2 separate regions of the Mus musculus genome follow, and region 2 is linked to region 1. The links are chromatin contacts, called in public promoter capture Hi-C maps. All regions are on one chromosome and are shown on one strand. Each heading gives the region's core, a stretch centred on a gene start, on an enhancer-like site or on the middle of the called end of the contact. The rest is flanking DNA. Distances are from core to core; before and after follow the strand shown.

What was found. Promoter capture Hi-C pulls out the DNA fragments that hold promoters and counts their contacts.
Region 2: a contact with region 1 is called in a promoter capture Hi-C map of pre-B cells, with 5 times the contacts expected there. The contact joins the promoter of Smarce1 here to the promoter of Snx11 in region 1. A contact is called at or near these places in 2 of 39 promoter capture datasets (liver and pre-B cells).

What each region holds. Positions count from the first base shown.
Region 1 is chr11:96,774,261-96,782,129 of GRCm38.p6, reverse strand. It overlaps Snx11 (sorting nexin 11), which reads left to right and starts at 4,575. Exons shown (of 8, transcript NM_001163389.1): 1 at 4,575-4,675; 2 at 5,069-5,162; 3 at 7,635-7,689. The coding sequence starts at 7,648.
Region 2 is chr11:99,226,055-99,233,923 of GRCm38.p6, reverse strand. It overlaps Smarce1 (SWI/SNF related, matrix associated, actin dependent regulator of chromatin, subfamily e, member 1), which reads left to right and starts at 2,907. Exons shown (of 11, transcript NM_020618.4): 1 at 2,907-3,522; 2 at 5,376-5,427; 3 at 5,606-5,649. The coding sequence starts at 5,421. Krt222 (keratin 222) reads left to right here. Exons shown (of 6, transcript NM_172946.3): 6 at 1-1,163.

The DNA of each region.
Region 1 (7,869 bases), core at 3,326-5,825:
TTATTTTATTTTATTTTATGAAATTGGAGAGATGTCTCAGTGGTTAAGAACATTTGTTGCTCTTGCAAAGGACCTGAGTTTGGTTTACAGTGCTTGTGTTGGGTGGCTCACAATAAGCAATAAGCTGTAATTCCAGCCCTAAGTCCAACACTCTCTTCTGACCTCAGGGGACTTTAATGTATGTATGTATGTATGTATGTGGGTATATATATATATATATATATATTCACACACATATACATATGATAACACACACATATAGGATATGTGTGTGTAAATGTATTCTCTCCCTACCCCATGTGTGTACCTGTGAAGTCAAGAGGACAACTTGTGGGAATTAGTTCTCTCCTTCACCATGTGAACTCAGGTCACCAGGCTTAGTGGTAAATGCACTTGGCAAATGAGCTATCTCACAAGCCCCTTACTTGATTATTTTAAATTCGGGGCTGGAGAGATGGCTCAGAGGTTAAGAGCACTGGCTGCTGTTCCAGAGGTCCTGAGTTCAATTCCCATCAATCACACTGTGGCTCACAACCATCTGTAATAGGATCTGATGCCCTCTTCTGGCCTGTAAGTGTACATGCAGACAGAGCACTCATGTACATAAAATAATGAAATGCATCAACATGGGAAGCAGACAGGCTATCACACTGTAGTCAGGCTGTTCGAGAACTCACTGTGTAGTCCATCCATGGCTTCAAAGGTGAGGCACTCTTCGTGGTGCAGCTTCTGGAGAAGTCCTGGAACTGCAAGTGTGATCACAACCACGTCTGACTTTTGAGCTCATATTTTGGATACAGTTTCAGATTTTGTTTTGCATCCAACTTTTTCTTGTTTGTTTTTCAAGACAGGGTTTCTCTGTATAGCCCTGGCTATCCTGGAATTCACTTTGTAGACCAGGCTGGCCTCCTGCCTCTGCCTCCCGAGTGCTGGGATTAAAGGCGTGCGCCACCACGCCTGGCTGCATCCAACTTTTAAAGAATCAACACTTGGTGGGAGCTTGCAGTCTAACTCAGTGTTTAAGAGCCTGTGCTGTGGAGGCTGGAGAGATGGTTCAGTAGTTAAGAGCACTGACTGCTCTTCGGAAGGCCCGAGTTCAAATTCCAGCAACCACATGGTGGCTCACAACCATCCATAATGAAATCTGACGCCCTCTTCTGATGTGTCTGAAGACAGCTACAACATACTTAAATATAACAATAATATAACAATAAATCTTTTAAAAAAAAAAAAGCGCGTGTGCTCTTGCAGAGGATCAGGGTTTGGTCCCCAGTATCTGCATTTGCATGAGTAACTCCAGCTCCAGGGACCTGGCATCCTCTGTAGTACAGCCACTTTAAGCATATCCCCAACTAGTTTACAAATAAATGGGACTTGGGCTATGGTTATTTTATTACAATAATGGGGGGAGGGGCTAATCTACTCTTGTAACTGCTGGTCTGGCTGCCTCCCTAGTGGTGTACCCCAGACATTTGCTGTTTCTCCTGGCTATGTGCTCATGTCCCATCTCCCCTCATGGCGGCTTCCTCCTCCTCCTCTCTCCATTCTCTTTCATCCCTCCTAACCTGGTATCTCAAATCCCACCTACCTCTAATCCCTCCAGTAATTGGCTGTAGCTAATTTCATTTAACCAATAGTTTGAAATCAAGGAACAAAGTTTGCACAACAAAAGCTTGTTTAACTCACCTAGTCATTGTAGGTCTCGACTTTCCGGTATAGAATTTAGCATTACAATACATAGCGACCTATCAATCCCTCAAAAATTCCCTTCTGTCCTCCATAGGTACCTGCACACACAAGTAGTACATACACACCTGTGCTCGATCACGAGTGCGCGCACACACACGCACACGCACACTCTCTGGTGCACACACACACCTTTACAAAGAAATCAGCATTTGTCAGCTGAGCGTGATGGTGCACCTGTAGAACCAGGATTGTGTATTTTCCAATGGAGGTAATCTTGGTCTACATAGTTAGTTCTGGGCCACCCAGGTTGGATAATGAGACTTCATCTCAAAATGAAAGCAGAGACAGAGACAGAGAGGGGGAGCACTATTTGATATGTTTTGTTATAGCAAAGGAATATTCCCAGTTGCTGGAGAAAGCCAACCCCCCCCAATAACATTTGTTATTCTTCATCTACCAAAACAAGAGCATGAAAGAGAAATGAAAGAGCAAATAAGAATCCAGCTGTCTCCTTCTAAGCCAAATACTAAAGACTTACAAATTCGTAACACAGAACTGTTCTTGCTTTTTTTGTCTTTGAAAATATAGATTATAAAATGTTAATAGGCAGTCCTTTATTATTTTCATTTTTATTTTGTAATTCTTTTTTTTTAAAAAGATTTATTTATTATTATACATAAATACACTGTAGCTGACTTCAGTCACACCAAAAGAGGGTGTCAGGTCTCATTACAGGTGGTTTGTGAGCCATCATGTGGTTGCTGGGATTTGAACTTCAGTGCTCTTCAGTCAGTGCTCTTACCTGCTGAACCATCTCTCCAGCCCCTATTTTGTAATTCTTTAACTGTATCTATTTGCTTCTCTGTAGTGTCTAGTTTTATGCCTATGAGTGTCTTGTTGTATGTTAAGTGCCCCTCATGAGTGTAGGGCCCATAAGGGTGTCAGAATGCTGGATGAGTGCCATCATGTGGGTTCTGGGAACTGAACCCAGGTCCCCTGCAAGAACAAGTGCTCTTACCTGATGTGCTGGCTCTCCTGCCTCAATCTCTCAATTTTTATTTCTAAGTCAGTGATTTCTACATTAGCAAAAGCTATTAAATGTCCCTATGATTTTAAAAGTTTGTGTAAAAGGATCCTGAGACCAAAGGCCTGAGAAATTCTGTTTTGAATTACATAAATAATATCCACCTGGATTGGTAACTACCATTGTGTTTTGCACTGGCTCTACAAACATTTAGGAGCAGTTCAAGTCAGTGTAGTACTGGGTTTTCATCTGACCCACACTTTTATAAGAGCCCATCTGTTTTTAAGGGGAGTTAGGATTAGAGAAATGACTTTGAGGTTGAGAGTACTTTCTGTTCTTGTATAGGTGCAGGGTTCAGTTCCCAACACCCACACAATGGTTCCAACTACTTCTAACTCCAGTGCCAGGAGATCTAAGGCCCTCATCTGGCCTCGTAGGGTTTCAGGTAGACACATGGTACACAACCTATTTATAGGCAAAACAGCTACAAAAAATAAAAATATTTATTTTTGATGTGTGTATGCCTCGGATCCATTGAAGTGGGAGTTGCAGGAATGTGTGAACTGTGTGAATTTGGGGGTCCTGAACTCATCTTCTGAAGCCATTTTGCCAACTCCTGTCTTGCTGTTTTTGAGGCAGGGTCTTAGGTAGCCCAAGCTAGCCTGAAACTCACTATATAGTTGGCGTTGGCCTTCAGTTCCTGCCTCTACTTCCAAGTGCTGGGGTTACAGAGGTAAAATTAACTTTTTTTTTAAAGACTTATTTATTTTTATTATATGTAAGTACACTGTAGCTGTCTTCAAACACTCCAGAAGAGGGAGTCAGATCTCATTACAGATGGTTGTGAGCCACCATGTGGTTGCTGGGATTTGAACTTCAGACCTTTGGAAGAGCAGTCGGGTGCTCTTACCAACTGAGCCATCTCACCAGCCCTAAAATTAACTTTTTAACAGATCAAGGAGGCTTTTCGTTTGTGTTTTCCAACAGCCTTACTCCGTATCCTAGAGCTCACTATATGTCTTTAATGGCCAAGTGTTAGGATTCTGGGCGTGAGCCACTTCCATTGGCTTAAGAGGACTTTAAGATATTTTTTTTTGTCTTTTTAAAAAAGATGTATTTATTTATTACATGTAAGTACACTGTAGCTGTCCTCAGACACTCCAGAACAGGGCATCAGATCTCATTACAGATGGTTGTGAGCCACCACGTGGTTGCTGGGATTTGAACTCAGGACCTTCCGAAGAGCAGTCGGGTGCTCTTACCCCCTGAGCCGTCTCTCCAGCCCGGACTTTAGATATTTCTATAGTAAGCATTTTCACCGGCTTTTTCTTGCTTACTAACTGTATGATCCTTCTTTGGGCTTGACAACTGTTGTCAACTTTCTCGTCTGCTGTTGGGATAATCTGTGGGTTTTCCAAATCAAACTGGCAGTGCCCTTGACAGTTTAGATGGGGAACTGCAACCTCTGAGGTTCAAACCCAGACTTTCGAGATCTTAGATCTTAGTAAGGCTTCAGGAACGCGAGAAACCTCCCACACTTACTGCTCTTTAACACCCTGAAGACGTTTAGGCTCCTAAGATGCTTTCGTCGGCCTTCAAACACGTTCCCTGAGCGCTGATTGGCCCGCCTAATGGCGGTGGGCGGGACACGGCACCGGAGTGGACTTTGCGGGGTCTCGGTCTTTGCGCTCCGCCTCCCGCGCCCCCTAGCGATTTCCGGAAAGATGCGGATTTCAGCTTAGGCCTGGGCGGGATGGAGAGCCTCCTCTGACCAGCGATCGCCACTGAGAGCCCTGGTCTTCAGGGGTGGGGCGTCCGGGACACTCAGGATTGGCCCGTCGGGAGCCGCCTCCCGTCGTGCACCGGGGCACCGGCGACTCACCCGGAAGGAGAAGCCGGTATCGGACTATATGGTGCGGTGCTGGTGGTGTCGCTGTGGAGAGCTGCTGCTGCTGCTCTCAGGTGAGGGGGCGTGGGCGTGGCCGCGGCTCGTAGGTGCTGCTTGGGAATGGGATGCTGGCTTGAGCCGTGGTGGTGGCATTTGAGTGATGGCCTCGGTTGACACACTAGGGAGGGGGCTGCCTTACTGCCTGGTATGAAAGTGAGGGCTTGCTGGGACCCAAGAAGAAAGGAAGCCTGGCTTTTCAATATACCTTGAAAATCGTCTTTCCGTCCCGATTTAGCCGGGAAAAGAGAAGGACCGTTGGGCTGGTTTCCATCTGAGTTTGCTAAAGAATGGAAAGGAGTGGCCGGAGTCAGAATTAGGGATGTCTACCCAAGTGGCCGGCAGTGGAAGGGAATGGCAGATATTTTTCGCAGATACTGGAAACTATGCTCTTCCTTTGTTACTTGCAGGTGAAAGGAGTGGGTTACCGACTGAAAAATGAGAACAGCTGCTTGATGGACGGGACAGGTTTTCTGTCAGGCGGAAGAGCTTCCTCGAACACCTGTGGGTATTTAGGAAGGCGAGGTTTTAGAATTGCTGTCTGTTGACACCAAAGGCTCAAGAACGAGTAAGGAGGGGCGGGAGACTCCTTGGTGCAATCTTTTTTACAGCCTGATGTGTTTTTTACGTGTCCCTTGAAGTAGTTTTAAGAGGCGGAGAAAATGAGAAAGCTTTGAATTGCTCCCCTGAATTAGCAGCTGTGAGCTTTACAATGCGTCAAACTTTGTACACACCAAACCCCTTGGCTCTTTCCCGGGACTATGGGTGCTGGTACTGCCGAGGGAAGCAGTGAGCGCTTCAGATGGGATGGAAAAGGCCCCGGGAATGTAGTTAGCATGGAGTAAGTTTCCTCACCTTTCGAGGTTACTTGACTCTGCCCTTCCTTAATGGATGCACAGATCCACCTCTTTGGACGGGTCATGGAGGTGAAGTTAAGAACTTGCTGTTTCTCCAGGAATAACGACTGAGAGTGGTGTCGTTGGGAAGGACAGTGATGAAGAGCAGTGGTTGTTGGAAACGGAGTCTGCTTTTTGCAGTCTCAGTGTCTTAGGGGAAATTGACCACCAGAACCTTCTTAGTGCCTTTTACGCTTAGCCTTGAGCCTACAGAGACCCAGGAGACTTGGAATGTCTTAAAAGACAGTTTATTTGTTTCTCTATGACATTAGCTCCAAAACAAAGGAGAAAAACTTCCACATGGGGGTGCTGCAGGCCCCTAGCAAACTCTTTATACCAAACGTCTGATGAACAGTTACTGAACTAGAGTCTTGAGTTTCACAGACTTTTCCAGGCAGAGTGGTGTGATCTCCCCTAAGTGGATAGATGCCTTTCTTTCTTGTCATCTTTTCTGTTGTACTACAAACACAAACCAAACCAAACAACAACAACAACAACAAAACCACTTAAGAATATTTAACTTTCTGTTCTTCCGTTGGCAGTTTAGCAAGCGCCTAAGAGGAGAAGAGAGGGGGAAATCCCAGCAGGCTAATTAATATTCACAGAAAGCCTGTTGGTTTTGGTCACAGATCTTTGTCTGTACCCGTCTGGACTGTCGGACTGGGTTATTGGGGAATTGAGATTTCCTGCCTTTCAGTCTAGGGCCTCTTGGAGGTGGTGACTGCTGCGGATGAAAAAAATCAGACTGTCAGCAAGAATGCTGTTTATTATGGTGTTGAAATCACAAAACCTCGGGTTTGCTCCACAGTTCAGCTCTGTTTTGTTATCTGCCATGCAGCTTTGTCCCCGCATGCCATGTCTGTCTGTAGAGAGACCTTCTGGGATATTGGGAAGAATTGCAAAAGCTGTTTGCTTTGCTAATTTCATGCCGTAAACGAGTTTCCCTTCCTTTGAAACATTAGCCCTATGTTAGCAAAACATAAAATAGACGGAAGCTCATTATGCACTCTGCTAATGGTAAGGCAGAACTAATAAGAGAATGTGTTTAAAATTAATTGTGGGACTGTAAAAAACGAGTGGGTGTGCGGATGGGCATGGGAGGAGGAGAGAGGGAGAGCTTAGAGAGAGCCTTGTTTTCCCAGGAGCCAGCCCGCATCATTTGTTGGCAGTACATATTGGCTGGAGTCAGTTTTCATTTCAAGGTAAATTGGAAAGGGAAATTAAACCTTATTGTTCTGCTCTTAAGAGAGAGGAAGGGGGTGGAGGCGGCAGCCAGGGTGGCTGCAGTTGGAGCGGCTCTAGGAGTAACAAGATTAGTGCTGTATTTTAACAGAAGGTGACATCATGGGCCCCTTTGGAATCCAGTAACCCTGTGTTCCAGCCTTCATGGTCCCCGTGTTGGAGTGGGCGATGTCGCTGTACGCATAAACTACCACACTGGGGGAAATGAGTGGCTTAGGCTTTAATGAATCTTTACAAAGGAGCGGAATGCATCCTGAGTTGACCTGAGAAGCTGTGGGGTGCTTGGGCAGAGGTACAAACCGGATGGCATGGCAGGATCGCAACTGATTGTAGTGGTTGGCTCCAGGTCTGGAGAGCTAGCTGGTCAGGGAAGGTGGTAAACTGTAGCTGGCCTCTTCACCCCTAGGAGCACCCACCTGTATGGAGGTGACTTTGGTTAGCAAGACGAAGAGAGATTGGTATTTGTAAGGACTTGGTTGTCTCTAAATAACCAGGAGGGGGTGCTGGTAGGCTCCTTTTCAAGGCTCTGTTCCACAAGATTGTTAAGCCACAGTTCTTGGGCAAAAGTTTTACAGTGAAACCCACCTGCCTCTCTGGCCACAACACACTCTCCTTATGCCCCTAGGAGGCAAATTCCCCAGGGTTTTTAGCTTGCGGCTAACTAATGTGGGGTTCCCCCTTCCTCTTTCAGGTTTTACACATAATTGGGGTTGGGGGAAAGTTACCTACCTGGGTTTCCCCACGGGACATCTATTAAAAGCTTTGGGGTTTTGCTCTGAGAGAACCTGGTGAGGATGTGCTAACTGCTTCTTCCCACGTCTCTGCTCCCCCACCTCAGATGTGCCCTTCCCATGGGCTTGTGGTATAGGATGTTGGAGAACCAAGACCTGGAGGTAAGCAGGGTCTCCGGGTGGGTCAGAGTCGGAGGGCCACTTAAGAGGAGGGGACACAGACCAGGCAGTGGTGGTGCACGCCTTTAATCCCAGCACTCGGGAGGCAGAGGCAGGAGGATTTCTGAGTTCAAGACCAGCCTGGTCTACAGAGTGAGTTCCAGGACAGTCAAGGCTACACAG
Region 2 (7,869 bases), core at 1,658-4,157, 2.5 Mb before region 1:
ATAAATAGAGATGTAAAATATATTTGTGAATAAGTGAAAAATTGTTGCAAAGTTGTTTTCTGGTTTTGTTTTTAATTGTTATTATTTACTTGCTATACATATATGCTTGCACCCCAGAAGGAGGGCATCAGATCTCATGACAGATGGTTGTGAGCCACCATGTGGTTACTGGGAATTGAACTCAGGACCTCTAGAAGAGCAGCCACTGCTCTTAACCTCTGAGCCATCTCTCTAGCCCCATTGCAAAGTTTGTTTTGTTTTTTAAAAAACAACCTAAATTTGTTTAATGCAGGTACATTTACTTTGAGACCTTAAATAGTAGATATCTGTTTTACGACATTTAGATATTTTAGGCTTTTTTTTTCCTAAACAACAACAAATAAGGAGTACAAACCATTGGCCACTGTTCTTTGTTCTCAGCTCAAGTATCATCTAAGGGCTACAGCTATATTAGCATTTTAGTGGGGCCTTCAAAGCCCACCCTCCTCTCCCCCTCCCTCCCTCTCCACATGTGTGTATATATGTTGACTAGTAAATATGCTTTAGCCACAAGGAACTTACATTAGTTAGCTTTTAGTGTAATCCAGAGGTTTAACGTTCCCCTTTTTCATTACTCCAGGTTGCCTTCAGCCTGACTCACTCTAGTTAGTGAGTAAAAATGAACGATGCTGTTCTTCAATGTTACAACAGCATATTAAGCACTTATTCTTGAATAAGCGCCTGACCTAAAATTGCATCCTACACATTAAATGTTTCTTTCAGGCTGGGGGTACCGCAAGGTGGCAGAACTTCACCTAGCACATAGGAGGCACTGGGTCTGGACCTCAGGGAAAAAAAAAAGGGAGGGGGAGTATTCATCATTAAATGCTGCTACTTTATTAAAGCTTTGACTGCAATCATATTAGCCATTGTACTGGTTACTGCATTATGCAACAACAATTACGATAAAGCGATACATTTAGTGCAATCTACTGCAGTGTTGGGACTGGGCATTGTGAATTAACAGCTTGCTAGAGAAGTTCCACTGTGTGGCTATTCTGTGTGTAACATGCAGTACTTGAATTTGTAAATGAGTTTTGTTTGCTTTGAGGCATTTTAAAATCAGAATATGAATTTACCAAAGTAAATGATGCCACCATAATAAAAAAAAATTTAAACATGAACTCTAAGGCTTCCTTGTATTTGGGTTCTCCTATTTCAAAGATGTCTGTGCATGGTTAAGCCAAACAAAGCTAAATCACTTGAGGAAGACAGCTCCAGTGATAGGAGATGAAGGGTTTAACTTGGTTTCCAAGATAAATTAAGGATTAAGTTTTAAAATCCAGCTAGGTGCTGACAGTACACACCTGCGATCCCAGCTCGTGGAAGGCAGAGGAAAGATTTTGAGTTCCAGACCAGCCTGAACTACGTAGTAAGATCCTACAAACACACACACACACACACACACACACACACACACACGCATCATAACCATAATTATAAAATCCTATAATTCTGGGGAGATATAATAGTAGACAGCATTATTTGAAAAGTGCTGCAGGCCGGGTGTGGTGGCGTACGCCTTTAATCCCAGCACTCGGGAGGCAGAGGCAGGCAGATTTCTGAGTTCGAGGACAGCCTGGTCTACAGAATGAGTTCCAGGACAGCCAGGGCTACACAAAGAAACCCTGTCTCGGAAAACCAAAAAAAAAAGAAAAAAGGAAAGGAAAGAAAAGTGCTGCAGGACCTGTTCGGGACCCTGGATTCAATCCCTAGCGCCTCACAGAAGTAAAAAGAACAAGAAAGAATGCCATGCCGCTGTCCACTTAGAACTCAATCAATTCCCCTTTTTTAAGCCAATTTTGTGCCAGCCCTTTCCCACCACAGCATGCAGACACCGCTGAGTTTCAGAGAACTAACTGCCCAGCTGGGAATGGCACCTTGCAGCATGCATGCGCGTGCACACATGCTCCGGAGCACTGTGCCTGTACCCCCTTTTCCACCATTCCATAGTCCTTGCTAAGACCGGGAAGTAACAAGGCTGGAATTACTGGGCAGAGGAAGAAGCCACTGGATCCCTGCTGTAATTGTGTGGATCCTACATTCACCTTCTCTATGCTCTTTGTGTTAAAAAAAAAACATTTTCAGATCATTCCCTTATGCTATGCATTCATCTGAAAACAAAACAAAACAAACCTCTCCTTTAGTCTTTCCTTACAATACCGGTTCATTTCGATAATTTCACCAGAGTATGAAAATATTGGGCGATGGAAGAACTGGACAGTATTATCACTTATCACTTCTAAAGATACCTCACTTCCTGTTGTCACAACCAGGATAAGGGCCAACAGGTAGTCCCAGCATTCAGCCAGTTTCTCTAGATGCTAACATTGACCTTAGATAACCACAGATGCTCTGTTCATTTTTCCTCCACCGTGACGTGACCCACACTAGCCAAGTGTTCTCTACTTTGTATAATCCGCCAAAGTATTCGTTAATTAGTTTAAAAAAAAAATAGCCCTGGAATGGTCCAGAAAGGTGGCTCCACGCACACTCACTGAACAATTACATGTCTAGCCCTTAGAAATCATTGGTAATTATGAAATTGTCCGGTCCAGATGCCTAAAACTTTGTTTTCAAGACTTTCCAAGATAGCAGATGGCCCAATCCCATATAGAGGGTATCAGATACAGGACCGGCTTGGGAAAGTTCCAGGAGGGCATCACAAAGAAACACTGAACTGTTTAAAGACAAGCGAGGCTGAGCTGAACTGGCCCTCCTGGGAAGGGATGTGAATTGTCACAGGTATGCCAGCTGGAAGGAGTGAGCTGACATCTGAGGACCCTAGGCGCAGAAACCCGCCGCCATCACTCGACCTCTAGAAACATCTGGGAAAACTACAAAACTCCCGTGTTGCTTTTCGCTTAGGCGGAGGCAGGGGAGCCCCGCTGGGCGCCAGCAAGGACCTAAACGCAGCGACCCGGGTCCTCCCCGCCTACATTCTCCATCTTCTCCATTCATACGTCCATCAGCGGAGGACTGAAGACCAGAGCGAAGGGAAAAGCCAGAGTGCATGGTGTGTGGGAACTGCGTCCCACCCTCTCCCGGGAGAGGCTCCGGCGAGCCTTTCCCCTCCGGCGCCCGCCTCACGCGGCGGCGCCCACCGCCTCAGTGAAGCCCCGGGCGCGCAGTCTGCGCAGTTCCTGCCGCCGGGCCGCGAACCAGGGCCCGCAACGCGGCCCAGCCTTCTCCGCCCTCCTCGCCGTGACGAATCGGCGCCCGACTGGGACGGGATCCAAATTGGAAGACTTCTGAGGAAACCCAGGAGCCTGACGAAATTTTTTTTAAAAATCCTTGGCGCCCTAAGCCTCGCCGCGTGCTCACTGGAAGGGCTGTTCGTCTGCCGGGAGCCGGCCGCGGCCGGCAGACAATTCCCGGGAGCGTGTGGAAAGTGCGAGCGCGGAAGCTCCGGCGCGAGGGGCGGGGCGAGCGCGGGACAAAGGGAAGCGAAGCCGGAGCTGCGGGCGCCTGCTCGGCCCGCGGGTGAGTGTTTCCCAGTGGGCCCAACCCGGTCGGGGAAGGGTGGCGAGCGGTGGTGTTTCTGCTTGGCGGGACCCCGAGCTCCCGCGGGGTGCTGGGGTTCGGCCTCGGCTGCGAGGCGGGAGCTAGAGCCGGTGCGGCCTCGGTGAGGCCTAGCGGCGGCGGGGCAACCCCGTCCGGAACAGCTCCTCGGAGGCGCCGGTAGTCCCTTTCCGCGGGACTCCCGACGCCGGTGAGCACCAATGCACAACCCCCTGCAGGGGAGTTTCCAGAAAAGCTCGCCCTCCGCCCGCCACAAAACTCCAGGGAAAGGATCTCCGGAAACCCTCTGGGCAAGGCCAGCGGGGATCCTCACCCACCACGAAGGTGGTCGTCCCCCCCCCCCTTTGTTTATTTTTATTTTTTATTTGGTTCAGGCAGCGACTTAAGGATTCCCGGGGTGGCCTGGAGTGAAGTCTGAGACGGTGTGGGTTGGGTTTAAACCCATCTCTGACAATTCCGGGTCTCTGGCCTTAGACACTTAATCGCCCCGAGACTGTTTTCTTCCTTTGTAAAATGGGGACAGTCATACGCATCGGGTAGGGTCGTTGTGACTAGTGAGTAAGACTGTGTTATAAGCCTGACCAGTAAGGTAATTAATTCAATAAATACAGAGTTGCGTCCCAGGCACAATGGTTAGATCCACTCACTACTAGAGTTTATATGCTTAGCCCGGGAGAGCAATCATTTGTAAGTATTAGCAGTGAAGTGTAAGGTACCAGGGACCCTGTCACAGTTTCTGTCGGGGCTCCCCACAGCAAGGCCTACTGGGTGTTGATGGAAGGAAAAAAAGAGATGAATTGAAAAAACTTAGCTATTTCCACATCAGAAACTCTTACCTTGATGATTTGAGGCACTTCCTTAAAATGAAAACTAGGAGAAAAAAAAGTGTATTCACCATCCTTCTAAAAATAAGTTTTCATCTCTTATGCATTACCATTTGTGGTCTATGTTGAGTAAGGAACAAGCTCAGATATGTCCATGTTTCGAGCTGGCCATACTAGGACCAAATTTATGAAGACTTGAGCTATGTTTGAATAATACAGTAATAAATTAGACCATCCCTCCTCTCTTGCAAGGCAAAACCTAGCACATTCACATGTTGTTGGAGGGAAAGTGCCGCTGGTCTTTGTAAGCCATGTAGGAATACAGAGACGAGATATAATTTATTCTGTCCCGATGATGTATCAAGAAAGTACCTGAGATAATTTCTGAAATGAGCTGTAAAGGAACAACATGTGTCCTGTAAGTAGCCTCAGAAAATTGTTCCCGGCTCTTATGAAACTATTTACCAACAAAAGAGAATGTAAAGTTTGTTATCATACTGACTTACCTTTCACACTGCCTCCAGGAATAAGACATGACTCTGTTTCAATGAAAGATGTTCCCTAAATAAGGCAGAGCTTCTAATCAGGGGTTGTCAGTATCTGGTAGGCCTTGTTGGGGTCACCCGGATAATACATCACATTCTATTGTCATTATTTTTTTTTATCAGTCTAAGTAATCGTTTGCATGGCATCAGCAAAATGTTTTCCATACAAGACGCTGCTCTCAGTATCATAAGCAAAAACCTAAAAATCCATCTCTAATATAACTCTAAATTTCCCAGTAATTTATTTTCATCATTTAATTCTGATCAATCAAATGAATGTAAGAACTAGTTAAAAATATGCAAAAGGCTTGATTACTAGCAATTAATAGTGAAGTAATTTTGCTCAGAAATACCAAACTACCCTATTCTTTAGGAAAACATTCTCTTATGCTTGCTGAGTTTTGATTCTCTTTTTTTTTCTTTTTTTTCTTTTTTTTTATTTTAGTGTCTCAGATTCATTCTTAAGGAACTGAGAACTTAATCTTCCAAAATGTCAAGTAAGTTTCAATTTTTATATTTATCAATCTGTGTTAATACGAGACTAATGCCCTAGCAAATGGGAATTCCAAAATACTCTCATTTTTTTTTTTCTTCAAAGCAGGACCATTGGTAGTTTTGTTGCATAGTATTATATCTCAGTTGTTTACAAGAAGTTATTTATTTTCTTTCAAACAGAAAGACCATCTTATGCCCCACCTCCCACCCCAGCTCCTGCAACAGTAAGTTTTAATTTTCTTGTTAATGTAATAGCCAAGTCTGGCCTTGATACAAAAACCCAGATGTCTTCCACTGACAGTCACTCAGTCATCACAGCCACAGGATAGACAATTCAGCTAAAAAACAGCACTTCCTACCAAATAAAATAACTCCTTTCATCCTACCTGAGCCAAACCCAACACTTAAAAATACATACTGTGAGCTTCCAGCCTCCTGTGCTCTTTGTTTCCTAACGGGACATCAGTGAAACACTCCGTTCTTGCCGTTTTTCCCTGGTGAAGGGTCTTTCCGTTGATATTGAGTAAATGCTCGTTCTGGCATCCTTTATTCTTTTTTGTTGTTTTTAAGCCTAACCTTCAACCGGTTACATTTTCCTCTCACCGTAAGGGCTGGGTAGCTCAGTGGCAAGGCACTCACCTAGCGTGTCCTAGGTTGGAACCCCAGCAACACGACTTTTTTAATTAAACTTTCTTGTCAGCATATAAAAATTTCACATTAAATAAAGTTTCTTGTTCTAAGGATAGTTACGCTCATAAGTCTTATTTTAAAGCTGCTCAGGCCAGGGTTTCGTTACCCATGGGTCAGCTCTTGCTACTGGATTTGGTTCTGTTTTGGCTTGCCGGCTGATCTGTTTTGAAGGTGTCCAATGGTTGTGAACTGTTTTTACCCAACAAGCTCTTCCCAGCTTAAGCAGCTTGTAAAATAACTATCCAATCACAAGTCCACTTTAACAGCAAACTGTACAGGCCCTTGCTGAAATGCTGAAATGGCTTTCTTACCATTTTAAAACAACAACAAAAAGACCACTTAACATAACCACGTCCTACAAAATTTGAATCAGGATTATTTTGATTTGTTTTGTTTTGTTTTGAGACAGGGTCTTTATGTAGCCCAGGCTGGCTTCCAAATGGTGATCCTTCTTCCTCAGCCTCCCAAACGCTGGGATTATCAGCATGCCCAGCCCCAAATTAATTCTTTAATATCTGCTAGCTCTTCCTTCCATTCCCTCTACCAACTCACTGCAGGCTAGTCTACTTTTATTACTAATGAGTTCCTGTGTCTTTTCCTTTTTTGTTTGTTTTCTCTGCTAGGTAACTAACTAGTCTGATTTACTAACCCATAGGTGTTTGTTTTAGTTACATTTATCAACAGTTTGTTTCTCCTTAGATGCTCCTTTTAAAAGGCCTACCATACATTCTTAAGTTCACTCCATGTAATATACAGTCTGCAGGGTCGCTTCCAGTGGACTGTAAAGTCGTGTGCTTCATGATTTTTCTTTCTTAAAGAACATTTCTTACCCCCATCTCCATCACATTCCACTCATGGTTGTGTGCTGGTTTAGTTGAGTGATTAAAAGTCTCACCTCAAAAACAGAAGCAGGCCCCTCAACTTTAGAAATGGTGTAATTGCAGTATACTAGTTTCATTTTTTTTAAATTCCCCTATTCACTTATGTTGTTCTTTAATCAGTGTTCGGAGGTGTCATTTTTATATAAATACTACCTCCAGGAGTGTCTAGTGAACAAACTTGCTATTATTTTTTAACTAAATATTTTAAAAACCAAGATCCCCTTCTGAGTTTTCATACAAAGAAAGGGATCCTTGTTTAACCCTCATCATAATTTCACATTTATACACAAAATCTAGAAACTAGGGATTATAACACCCAGCAAAATGGATATGAAATGAGTTAATCTTTCTCTTTTTTAAATGTCATTGCTTTTACCACCATTATCACCACCCACCCCTTCCACTGCCACCTCTCCAATGAGCCACTCCCCGTGGAACACGCCCTTTCTGTGCCTTTACGATTTCATCTGTGTTTTGCTACTGAAATATGCTTAATTTGCGTCTTTCCTAACTATATGGGCTATAATGGATCACTTTGTCTTCCTCTAAAAAGTGCCACACGTGCTGCCTGCTTGAGTGTCTTTGGATACTAAGGCTATATACAAGGGCATGCTTTAGGAATGGCATTTATTTTGAAACAACTAAGTTTAGCTGGAATGTGTGACGTGTACTTTTGTAGAATTGAGGAGAGTTACGTTAATTGCATGTAAAAATGGCATTGCTATCACTTGTTATGACTGAGTGTCACTAAGTCAACTACACTTTTGGTCTCTTCTTTACCACATTCTTTTTATGCATTTTGCCTTGATTTTATGAACACTGGATGTCATTGTATTAGCCACAAGGCCACAATTACATAAGAACCCATTGGTG